2 separate regions of the Mus musculus genome follow, and region 1 is linked to region 2. The links are chromatin contacts, called in public promoter capture Hi-C maps. All regions are on one chromosome and are shown on one strand. Each heading gives the region's core, a stretch centred on a gene start, on an enhancer-like site or on the middle of the called end of the contact. The rest is flanking DNA. Distances are from core to core; before and after follow the strand shown.

Region 1 (5,929 bases), core at 1,719-4,218, 610 kb before region 2:
GGAAACTCACCTCCTGGAGTCTGGTCTTCTTTCTAACCCATACATTAATATTCCATTCCCGCGTTAGTCTGGTGTATGGATCCACGTGCTCTTTTTTAGTATTATCTTATTATAAGTGCCTTTTAAGATTGAATTCTGACATAGCTTAGTCTTCACCAGTGTTCCAACGTCCTAGAAAGTCCTTGAGCTGACCATGGGCTTGGAATTCAGTAAGAATGTTGCTATTCAGTGACATTCAGAATTGCCTCTGGTATTACACTATCACTTTGAACAAAGCTAAGTCACTGCCCTACACAGGAATTTACCATCATCTAGGAAGAAGGAAGTTTGAGACCTAAGGAAGAACCAGAGTAGATACTTAGAACTATAGATAGCTGAGTTACACCCATTCACACGTATTTACAATGGCCTAGGGGGAAGGTGGACTATACAATAGACTAAAATAGGAACTATGGCAAGGGCACGAAGCCCTTGACCCTGGCTTCTAAGATTAAGTGAACTTTAGGTGGAGCTTTTTTTGATCCCAGTTGTTAACAATGAATTCTATCCCTGTTAGACCTTCTGTGTTTGTATTCCTCTGTTTTGTGTAAGAATCCAGTAACCTATTTGTACCTTGCTGGTGTGTCACCCAACTTCCCTATTTTCTTCTGTATAAAAAGTTTGATGCTCAATTTGACACATTACATTCAGATTCTACACAACCTCTCCTGTGTACATCTGTCTGTCATTCCCTCCGATGCTTTGCCCACTTGCCCCAGAGACCCATTCCATGCAGACAAAGGGATCCAGAGGGTCTGTGGCAGCTCACAATTTTAGAGTGTTATCATCTATAAACATTATGGTGCAGAGTAAGGCAGGAGGCAGGCAGGCAGGCATGATGCTGGAGCATCTAATTTACATCTAATTCATAAGCATAGGGGCAGAGACAAAGAGAGAGCTAAATGGGAATGGTGTGTGCTTCCTGAACCTGAAAGCCCACCTTTAGGGGCACACTTCCTCCAACATCTCCTAATCCTTCCCAAATAGTTCCACCAACTGTGGATCAAGTGTTTAAACAATGAGTCTACAGTGATTGTTCTCATTCAAGCTCTACATCTACCTTCTGAGCTTGGACTTGGTGCTCTCACTTTCATACAGCTTTGGCTAATGTGAATGGAGGAGTCTCCGAAAAAGAAAGAATGCACACAAAGATGAGCTAAAATTCAAGGCCAATGGGGGCCTTTCAAAGCAAGAGACACGGGAAAGAAAACTGGATGCTGATGATCAGATTAAACCTGAAAATAGATATTTAGAATGCTTTGTGTTGTTAGTAGTGAGTTATTCTCTCATCTCATTTCAACTTTGATTACATTTTAAAGGTGCATCTGTAAGAATGCAAGCAGTGGTATCATGTGACTAATACAAAGATCAGCCTGTGTGCCCAGAGGCATAGACTAACCAGGATGATTCTTTTTCTTAGACTGGGCTATAGCTGGAACTCAGTAGGTAGCTCAGGCTGGCCACAAACATAATCCTCATGTCTCCACCTCTGAAGCCCATAAATCTAATTTTGTGGTGTTGGTTGGGGGCGAACAGGAACATGACCTATGCTTAAATTCTCAAGTTTAATGATAATCATGTTGGGTGAATTTAACTTTGGTCCCATCTTTCCAGATTTCCTTAAAGTCCCTCAGAACATCAGGTAGTCTTCAAATGGCAAATATACTACTCCAATGTAAAGGAACATTTAAACACAGGATTCAAATTTATTAATTCACTGAGTTTTACAATATACCAATAGAGTTGTTTCCATCTGTGATTAAGGACATCAAATCGGGGGCTGGACAGATGGCTTAGTGGTTAAGAGCACTTCTAGAGGTGCTGAGTTCAATTCCCAGCAACCACGTGGTGGCTCACAACCATCTAAAATGGAACCCAGTGCCCTCTTGTGGTGTGTCTGAAGAGAACAACAGTGTACTCACATACATAAAATAAATAAATACATAAATCTTAAAAAAAAAAAAAACAGGGCTGGTGAGATGGCTCAGTGGGTAAGAGCACCCGACTGCTCTTCCGAAGGTCCAGAGTTCAAATCCCAGCAACCACATGGTGGCTCACAACCATCCGTAACAAGATCTGACTCCCTCTTCTGGTGTGTCTGAAGACAGCTACAGTGTACTTACATAAAATAATAAATAAATCTTTAAAAAAAAAAAAAAAACAACAACCCAAAACCATCAAATTGTGGTTTCGGAGTTGCAGGGTAAATCAGTGTAAAAAGGAATTGAATTGTCTTTGGTGGCTTTGACAACTTTCTCCTGTCCAACTAACCCACTCTTGCTAAGGATTCACTCCTGCCAATAGCTCTTTACACCAAAGAGCACTAACTACTCAATAACACTGCCTACTCTTGAAATTCAGGCTATGGCATCCAAGGCTGGGGGTGCTGTTAATTTAATGAACACATAAAATTGTTTCTTGGGATCGTGCTAATTTCCCTAAATTTTGTAGGAGTATGGGTGTCACTTTCTCAGACAGGATTTTAGGTTTGGTTTTGTGAAAACTTCACTACACTCTTTGTGTGAGACTTTTCCTTGATTTTCATTCTAGAGTGAGCCAATGAACCATATCACCAAGCTTGTGATTCCAGCTTCATTCCTGTCACACATGACCAGCAAATACGCAGCCTTTTCTATATGGGCTGAAGGTGCTTTCCTTCTTATTATTTTTTTAAACAAGTATGATTATGCAGAATACGATCTAGCTTGATAGGAAATGAAAATGCTCGTCCTTTATCTGAGAAAAAAATAGTAGCGACTTTAAGAGTAAAGAAGGCACCTTCTTCCAGTCTTCATATGCATAATTTTCTTTGCAGAGGACCCAGATGGAGGGAGCTGAAGACTGAGAGGCAGCCCAGTCTACACTGAACAGTGCTCCGCCTCCCCTCTTCGCCCCGCCCCTAGACCGACCCCGCCTCCCCTGCCCACGCCCCACCTCCGGCCCCGCCTCCCACCGCGCCGGCGCCATGGCCGCCCAGGGGATCTGGACGCTGGCGAGGGTATCGCTTGGGAGGCCACCGCCTCGGGCCGAAGGTTTCCGACAGCAGCTCAACTCAACCCTCGGTTCGACTTCCGAAGGAGCCCGCGGCGGCTCCGCGGCCGACTCGTGGGGAACGCCCGAAGGAGAACCAAGGCATCCAGCGAGCCGAGAGTTAACTGCAGCGGAGAGGCACATCGTCGAGCTGCACCGGGCCGCCTGCGCGGTGAGGCCCGCTCCAGCCTGCCCCGCGCGCGGCCTCTGCGCCTGCGCGCGCCCGGCCACCCGACCCCGAGGCGGCCCGGCCGGGAGGTGTTGGACCTCCGGCCTGGGGCGGGTCGGCCTGGGGCGTCCGCTCAGAGGGTCCTGCGAGAAACCCGGTCGCACTTTTGCGTTCCGGACAGAGAGGTGTCTGCCCTGAGATGGGAGGCTCGCGAGGCTCGGTTTTTGATCTGCGTCCCAGCTAAAGGCTTGTCTCGGTTTGTGTGTGTGCGCGCCCTCCAGCGTGTGAGTGTGTTGTGTGGGGGAAATGGGTGCTGAGGAACTGAGGGTAGGACTGAGCTCTTACAGGGAACGTATGTAGTACAGACATGTTGCCTGTGCGTGATAACTCGAGCAGCCTGCCATCCAGTGACTTTAGTAATGCAAACATAAGACAGACGCTTTACATTTTTGCCCCGTGTCCTCTCATCCTTTGCCTCCAGTCCAAGTGAGCGAAAGAAATTATAATCAGGCAAGTTTGCATTTTTCCTTAGGCATTCTTAAATCACCTTTTCTTCTGGTTTATGGATTTGACAATTGCTTGTCACCACCAATATCTAACCTTATCTCCCTTCAGTTTCCTGACACTTTAGAATACAATAGTTTGAAGATAGCATTATTTATATTTTAAGTTTTATAATGATGTAAGAGTGACTTGTAATAAATCTGTGTATTAAGCTCTGTGTTTGGCTAGTACTTGATAAGACCACTTATTTGGTTTGGCTTGAGACACAGGCAGAGGCAAACCTTGAACGTTTCCTAAAGTTGACACTCAGCCTTGGGAGTAGTATGTCCCAAAAATCCACTGTCTAACCCCTTCATGTGTTGCAAGTGAATAAAGATTTATCGAAAAATTATTGACAGCCTTTGACCGTTCTTGCTTGTGCTCTTATTTTAAGTATAACAAACACATGCAGTTTGTTTCCACAAGTCACCATACAAATATGGTTTGTAAAACCCAGAAGTCTTATCATTTTTCAAGGCAAACAACAGTGGCCTGTATAGATTGGTTCGATCAACATAGCAAAAGGAAGGCAAGTATTTGCACCGGGGAACCCACAACCTTTTCATCAGTGGGGTTTCACAGGTCATGTGACTGTCCAGGAGACCAGAAGCAAACCCAAAAACATGCTTGGTATATATAGCTCCCAAATGACAGTATTTTTCCATGCCTCAAGGGAGATAGCGCCTTATCGTGCTCCCATTCCTGCACTGGCTATCTTGCTTTCCATAGACATCTTGCTCTCCAGTCAAAGCGTCAGCAAACTTGCCTCATCTTCGTTGCCATCTTTATCCAAGGCTCATTTAGTGAGAAGAAATTGTGTGTAGGCAGTCAGCAAACTTAGAGGTACGCCATCCACATGTAGAGCAACCTGCTAAGCTTCCGGATCGCCAGATAATTGTCTCCAGAAAACATCCAGAAGCTAAGCGAAGACTATAAAGGCTTTGCAGTGTTTCGTTTATTTGCCTTCCAGGTCGTCAAGCATGAGCTTTGTGGGAGGAGAAAGAGAAAAAAGGAAATGAGGTTCTGACAGTGGGTCATTCTAAAGTAGTGTTGGGTGCATCTGGTGCCACATGGCCTTGGGATTTGAGAGCAGCATTGGGACTTGCTAGTTTCTTAACTGCCCTGATCTATTTGTGCAGCAATGCCTGAGAGTGAACCCAGACTTGAACTAAAATATAAGTTGACCTGAATGTCAACCATAATGAGTGACATCATTAAGTATAACGCTGGATAGCTGAAGTTCTTGATGACCAAATGGAAACTGTTTGCCAGAGGCCGCAAAACTGGTACATGCCTTGCATCCCAACACTAAAGCAGACAGGTTGGTTGTGAGCTTGAGGCCAGCCTGATCTACAAATCTGTGGGCCAGGCAAGGTCATATAGTTAGAGCATCAGCGAGAGAAAGAGCAAGGGAGAGAGAGGGGGATATGCATGTCAGAAGACCTGCTGCCTTCATGCATATTTTAATGAAAGTCTATAGGCAGGAGTGATACACTGAGTTTCTAATGGTCAAAGTGCTATATAAAAACCCACTGGGAAGTTCCCCTATAAAATCTGGAGGCTAAGAAACATCATTAATGTGATATACGTCCGAGGGAGGAGTTACAATTTGCCTTTCCCTGCACACACTGTGCTTTGGGGGATTTATTTTTTTAAATCATAATTGCATATAAGTGGGAAATGCATCCCTGAAGTTTGAAGTGGTATCCTGGAAGTTGCTGTTGATCAAGCTTATTAAGCCAGTGAGTGTTAATGTGGCAAAACAATACCTTCTCAGTCAAGACTAGATCTACCAAAACTGGCGAGGGAGAGGACAAGAAAACCGTGGACCTTGCAGGGCAGTAACACATCGGGAAGGTCTAGAAAATATTCAATAACAGCAAAGGCAATGCTTCTCTGTGAGGCCTGTTTGGCTTTGATTAGCACCTTTTCTGTGAGTTTAAATCATTATCCACATATTGTAAGCACTGAAATTGTAACTGCCGCTTCTGAGTGCAGTTCATTTCCAGCCTCTTAAGCTCTTAAAGTCATCTAAATCACCTGTTATTAAGCTCGTTACCTAGAAGCAGAATGAAAAATATCAGAGCAGCAGCCACATAGTTGTCGCATACAGAGGAGTTCTTGTTTTTCCACCCACTTCTCATTTTA
Region 2 (5,628 bases), core at 1,558-4,057:
TGTGAGAATCTCAGGCTTCAGTAAGCATGGTCTATTTCCATTGCACGCATACTAATCAGCCCTGCAACTCCATAGGTACTGTGAGACGCATGGTGTCTTGATATGCGTTAAAGACATTTTACAACTTAGAGGGGAAGAACCTTCTCCTGATACAACTGATACTTTCCCTCCTTGGCAACTAATGGACCTCCTGTGTAAGCCTATGAAATTTATGGAAAATGCTTGGGAAACATAGTGTTCCCCAGAGGGGGAAATAATAAGTGCTTGCATGCCTGGAAAGAGAAAAGCGAAGGGAGGCAGATGGAATTTCATGTTACTTGACTCCTAGATACACCTGCCCAACCTTGCAGCCGACTGGGTCATAACAAAGGGATAAATGCAGTAGGAACTATCGATGCATACTAGATTGCACTATGGAGGGGTTTCCATTTCATACAGCAAGAGCCAGACAGGAAATGTATTATTTATAGCAGCTTATTTATAGGAGATAGAGTTCTCAGGACACGGCTTTCTGTTTTATGAACTTATCTCCAATACAATTATCATATGTAAACATTCTACTTCCTACTGCTCCTCAGGATGGCCTTGTGGATAAATGTACTTTCCCATCACTAAAAGTATCTGTGTAACACAGTAGAACTAACTTATTGAAAACTTCATGGTAAAAGAGTGAATATCCTTGTGAGGATGCGGAGAGCAGGTAGAAGACAAGGTGAACTCAGAAGGCTCTCTCAGAGGCTACAAACGGGGTCTTTTTCATTATCATCTCCAGTGGTTTATCTTCATTATTTTATATTTTCATACCCAGCACTTGGTTCTTCTTAGCTATCTTTGTTGTACAAACTGGGAGGTCACCAAAGTGCAGTGAATTCAAAATAAATAGAATACAGTTAAAAAATTCAAGTCCATGAACCCAACATTCAAAATCTATAGAGTCACAACAGGGGCCATAGCTCTTTCAAGCTTATGATGTACACATAGGGAATGTGAGGACCTCAGGAAAAAATTTATTGGGATTGCCTTGTAGAATAAAATGGTATTCTAGGCATCCTGATCTTAAGGGCTCCAAATTTATAGCTTTTAAAAAAAAAAGCAAATAAACATACCGATTGCATAGGAAAACCTACAAATGCACAGACTCCAGAAAGGAAAAACCATTTTCTGGCTTCCTCCATATCAGCTCCCTCATACCACCCTGCTGCATGGCTGCCAGCCAACTCCATGGCAAGCCATTTTAAAAGCAACTGTGTGGCTCCATATTGATTGGCAACATGCAATTCGGCTCCATAAAGTCTGCAGAATGAATCAGGAGCTAATGCGGTTACATGCCCAGGTTCAATGTATCTTTGTTTGCTTACCAGAGGAAAAAACAATTCAACAGCAGGCAGTTTACAGTCCTGATTATAACTGGCTGGTGCAGTTCAGTCCTCCGTACCCTGGCAAAAGTCAGCCAACAGATTTGGTGATTTCATTTTTTATTTATTTTATTGTATAAAGCTAGTCTTTAATGGCTCATTTGTGATTGAGTGCAGAATTTCAGAGTCTCATACTATTGAGGTCTTTTAAACCTCAGGGTCTAATCAAGCTTATCTAGTTACACCCATATGACAATGACACGTCCGGGTGAACACATAATACATGTGCTATTTTATCTGTATGAAAAAATTTGGCCTTGGCTCATTCTAACAGTAAATCTGTTGGTTTAGCCCAGAGAATCAGAAGATAGATAACAGCTGTCCAGTGTGTGGGTTCTATTTAAGGAACAATTAGCTTGTGATAAATACTCCGATTTGAGACCAGAGTATCGAGTTACTATGGAATAAGAGTTTCATTAATGATTATTATCATATGTGTTGTTATGGTTCAAAATAGGGCTTTGCAAATTGTTACTGGATATTTAGCTCTTTCTACTAGCATGCTTTGTAATTACTGGCATGGTCCTCTATTAAATTTGAGGTATGACAGATCTCTTTGGGGGCCATAATAGAGAGGAAGGCTAGGTTTTATTTCGTGAGAGCTTTGAAAGCAACTGAGATCCTCTGACACTGTTGTATTTACTTGTTTTGATAATACCCCCCCCCCCCCCCCCGCTCGCTAGTCAAAAGAGATAATTCCTGAGCCTGTAAAAAGCAAATCATCTAATTTGTACTCAGACTCGGGAACATTTACTGCCGTTCAATAAAACATGAAGCAGAAGTAAGACATAAAGCACAGGGGCGTTCCACAACCTGCCTTCTTCAGCCTGCAAGTGTTTCATTTCCCAGGCTCCAGCCTGCTTTCCTTCCTTTAAATCGTCCAAGTGAGCTGGCTTTCTGCCACAGTCTCTTCCTCTCACACAAGCAGGATGTATGCTTTAATATTGCTGATACTAGATTTTCTGTCTTTTAAATACGTTCCATAATGAAAGAGGTGAGGATAAGGAAGGGAGGAAGAAGTGTGATTGCATCCTCTCTCTCTCTCTCTCTCTCTCTCTCTCTCTCTCTCTCTCTCTCTCCCTCCCTCCCTCCCTCCCTCCCTCCCTCCCTCCCTCCCCCTTCCTCCACCTTCCCTAGAAAAGACCGTTCAGACACAAGATTGACACAGGTGAGCTTACAGAAGTGAGATTCTGACTTTTCAGCCTGTGTTAGCTTGCCTTCTGATACGGCAATGACCACCATGGCCAAAAGCAACGGGAGGGAGAGAAGGCTCATTTCATCTCACAGTTATGGTCTGTCGTGAAGGGAAGTCAGAGCAGGAACTCAGGCAGGAACCTGGTTTCAGGAACTGAAGCAGAGGCCATGAGGGACTGCTGCTTACTGGCTTGTTCCTCCTGGCTTCTTTAGCTAAGTTTCTTATGCCGTCCAGGACCTCCTGCTCAGAGATGGCATGATTCCCAGTGGGCTGAACCCTCCCATATAAATGACTAATCAAGAAAATCCCCAAAGACTTACTTAATTCTAGACCAGTCTAATGGAGGCATTTTTTTTAAGTCGAGGTTCCTTCTTCCCAGATAACTCAAGCTTCTGTCAAATTAGTTTTGTTTTGTTTTTTTTTTTGACAAAAACTACTCTAATTTGAAAAGAACTAGGTAACATCTTTTTTTTTTTTTTTCCATTTTTTATTAGGTATTTAGCTCATTTACATTTCCAATGCTATACCAAAAGACCCCCTTACTCACCCACCCCCACTCCCCTACCCACCCACTCCCCCCCTTTGGCCCTGGCGTTCCCCTGTACCGGGGCACACAAAGTCTGCGTGTCCAATGGGCCTCTCTTTCCAGTGATGGCCGACTAGGCCATCTTTTGATACATATGCAGCTAGAGTCAAGAGCTCAGGGGTACTGGTTAGTTCATAATGTTGTTCCACCTATAGGGTTGAAGATCCCTTTAGCTCCTTGGGTACTTTCTCTAGCTCCTCCATTGGGAGCCCTGTGATCCATCCATTAGCTGACTGTGAGCATCCACTTCTGTGTTTGCTAGGCCCCGGCATAGTCTCACAAGAGACAGCTACATCTGGGTCCTTTCAGTAAAATCTTGCTAGTGTATGCAATGGTGTCAGCATTTGGAAGCTGATTATGGGGTGGATCCCTGGATATGGCAGTCTCTACATGGTCCATCCTTTCATCTCAGCTCCATACTTTGTTTCTGTAACTCCTTCCATGGGTGTTTTGTTCCCACTTCTAAGGAGGGGCATAGTGTCCACACTTCAGTCTTCATTTTTCTTGAGTTTCATGTGTTTAGGAAATTGTATCTTATATCGTGGGTATCCTAGGTTTTGGGCTAGTATCCACTTATCAGTGAGTACATATTGTGTGAGTTCCTTTGTGATTGTGTTACCTCACTCAGGATGATGCTCTCCAGGTCCATCCATTTGGCTAGGAATTTCATAAATTCATTCTTTTTAATAGCTGAGTAGTACTCCATTGTGTAGATGTACCACATTTTCTGTATCCATTCCTCTGTTGAGGGGCATCTGGGTTCTTTCCAGTTTCTGGCTATTATAAATAAGGCTGCTATGAACATAGTGGAGCACGTGTCCTTCTTACCAGTTGGGGCTTCTTCTGGATATATGCCCAGGAGAGGTATTGCTGGATCCTCCGGTAGTACTATGTCCAATTTTCTGAGGAACCGCCAGACTGATTTCCAGAGTGGTTGTACAAGCCTGCAATCCCACCAACAATGGAGGAGTGTTCCTCTTTCTCCACATCCTCGCCAGCATCTGCTGTCACCTGAATTTTTGATCTTAGCCATTCTCACTGGTGTGAGGTGGAATCTCAGGGTTGTTTTGATTTGCATTTCCCTGATGATTAAGGATGTTGAACATTTTTTCAGGTGCTTCTCTGCCATTCGGTATTCCTCAGGTGAGAATTCTTTGTTCAGTTCTGAGCCCCATTTTTTAAGGGGGTTATTTGATTTTCTGAGGTCCACCTTCTTGAGTTCTTTATATATGTTGGATATTAGTCCCCTATCTGATTTAGGATAGGTAAAGATCCTTTCCCAGTCTGTTGGTGGTCTTTTTGTCTTATAGACAGTGTCTTTTGCCTTGCAGAAACTTTGGAGTTTCATTAGGTCCCATTTGTCAATTCTCGATCTTACAGCACAAGCCATTGCTGTTCTGTTCAGGAATTTTTCCCCTGTGCCCATATCTTCAAGGCTTTTCCCCACTTTCTCCTCTATAAGTTTCAGTGTCTCTGGTTTTATGTGAAGTTCCTTGATCCACTTAGATTTGACCTTAGTACAAGGAGATAAGTATGGATCGATTCGCATTCTTCTACATGATAACAACCAGTTGTGCCAGCACCAATTGTTGAAAATGCTGTCTTTCTTCCACTGGATGGTTTTGGCTCCCTTGTCGAAGATCAAGTGACCATAGGTGTGTGGGTTCATTTCTGGGTCTTCAATTCTATTCCATTGGTCCACTTGTCTGTCTCTATACCAGTACCATGCAGTTTTTATCACAATTGCTCTGTAGTAAAGCTTTAGGTCAGGCATGGTGATTCCACCAGAGGTTCTTTTATCCTTGAGAAGAGTTTTTGCTATCCTCGGTTTTTTGTTATTCCAGATGAATTTGCAAATTGCTCCTTCTAGTTCGTTGAAGAATTGAGTTGGAATTTTAATGGGGATTGCATTGAATCTGTAGATTGCTTTTGGCAAGATAGCCATTTTTACAATGTTGGTCCTGCCAATCCATGAGCATGGGAGATCTTTCCATCTTCTGAGATCTTCTTTAATTTCTTTCTTCAGGGACTTGAAGTTTTTATCATACAGATCTTTCACTTCCTTCGTTAGAGTCACGCCGAGATATTTTATATTATTTGTGGCTATTGAGAAGGGTGTTGTTTCCCTAATTTCTTTCTCAGCCTGTTTATTCTTTGTGTAGAGATATACCATATGTCTACAATATTTAAATATACATTAATTTATATCTAATAATAATCATATGCAACATACATGCATAATGAGTAGCTAGGGATAACATTGGACTTCTGACTTCTGCTGGTCCTGCTTTCATCTCCTGAGAACTGATGTATATGATTCTGGAGGTTTAAGCCAGGGCTTCAGGCACAATGGTTGAACATTCTACATTGTAGACTATGCACCTGGTCCTGTATACTTAATTTTAATCTATTTAAATTTCAAACTAAATTAG

Evidence for each region. Promoter capture Hi-C pulls out the DNA fragments that hold promoters and counts their contacts.
Region 1: a promoter capture Hi-C map of hippocampal neurons shows a contact between it and region 2, with 2.6 times the contacts expected there. The contact joins the promoter of 2310009B15Rik here to the enhancer-like site in region 2. A contact is called at or near these places in 7 of 39 promoter capture datasets (the 3T3-L1 cell line, the C10 cell line, cranial neural crest and 4 more), 1 of 484 Hi-C or Micro-C datasets (embryonic fibroblasts), 2 of 115 datasets of contacts at active chromatin or transcription factors (craniofacial prominence and neural tube) and 2 of 9 other capture datasets (adipose tissue and liver).

The regions. Positions count from the first base shown.
Region 1 is chr1:138,853,893-138,859,821 of GRCm38.p6, reverse strand. It overlaps 2310009B15Rik (RIKEN cDNA 2310009B15 gene), which reads left to right and starts at 2,968. Exons shown (of 3, transcript NM_001081226.1): 1 at 2,968-3,241. The coding sequence starts at 3,005.
Region 2 is chr1:138,241,325-138,246,952 of GRCm38.p6, reverse strand. No RefSeq gene overlaps it. Among named protein-coding and RNA genes, the nearest start is that of Atp6v1g3, 30 kb to the left of the region's middle. Within about 2 kb of position 2,807, at least 52 of the 459 cell types and tissues checked have an H3K27ac peak or open chromatin away from gene starts, as enhancers often do. A contact at or near this core is called in adipose tissue and hippocampal neurons, where this site is marked.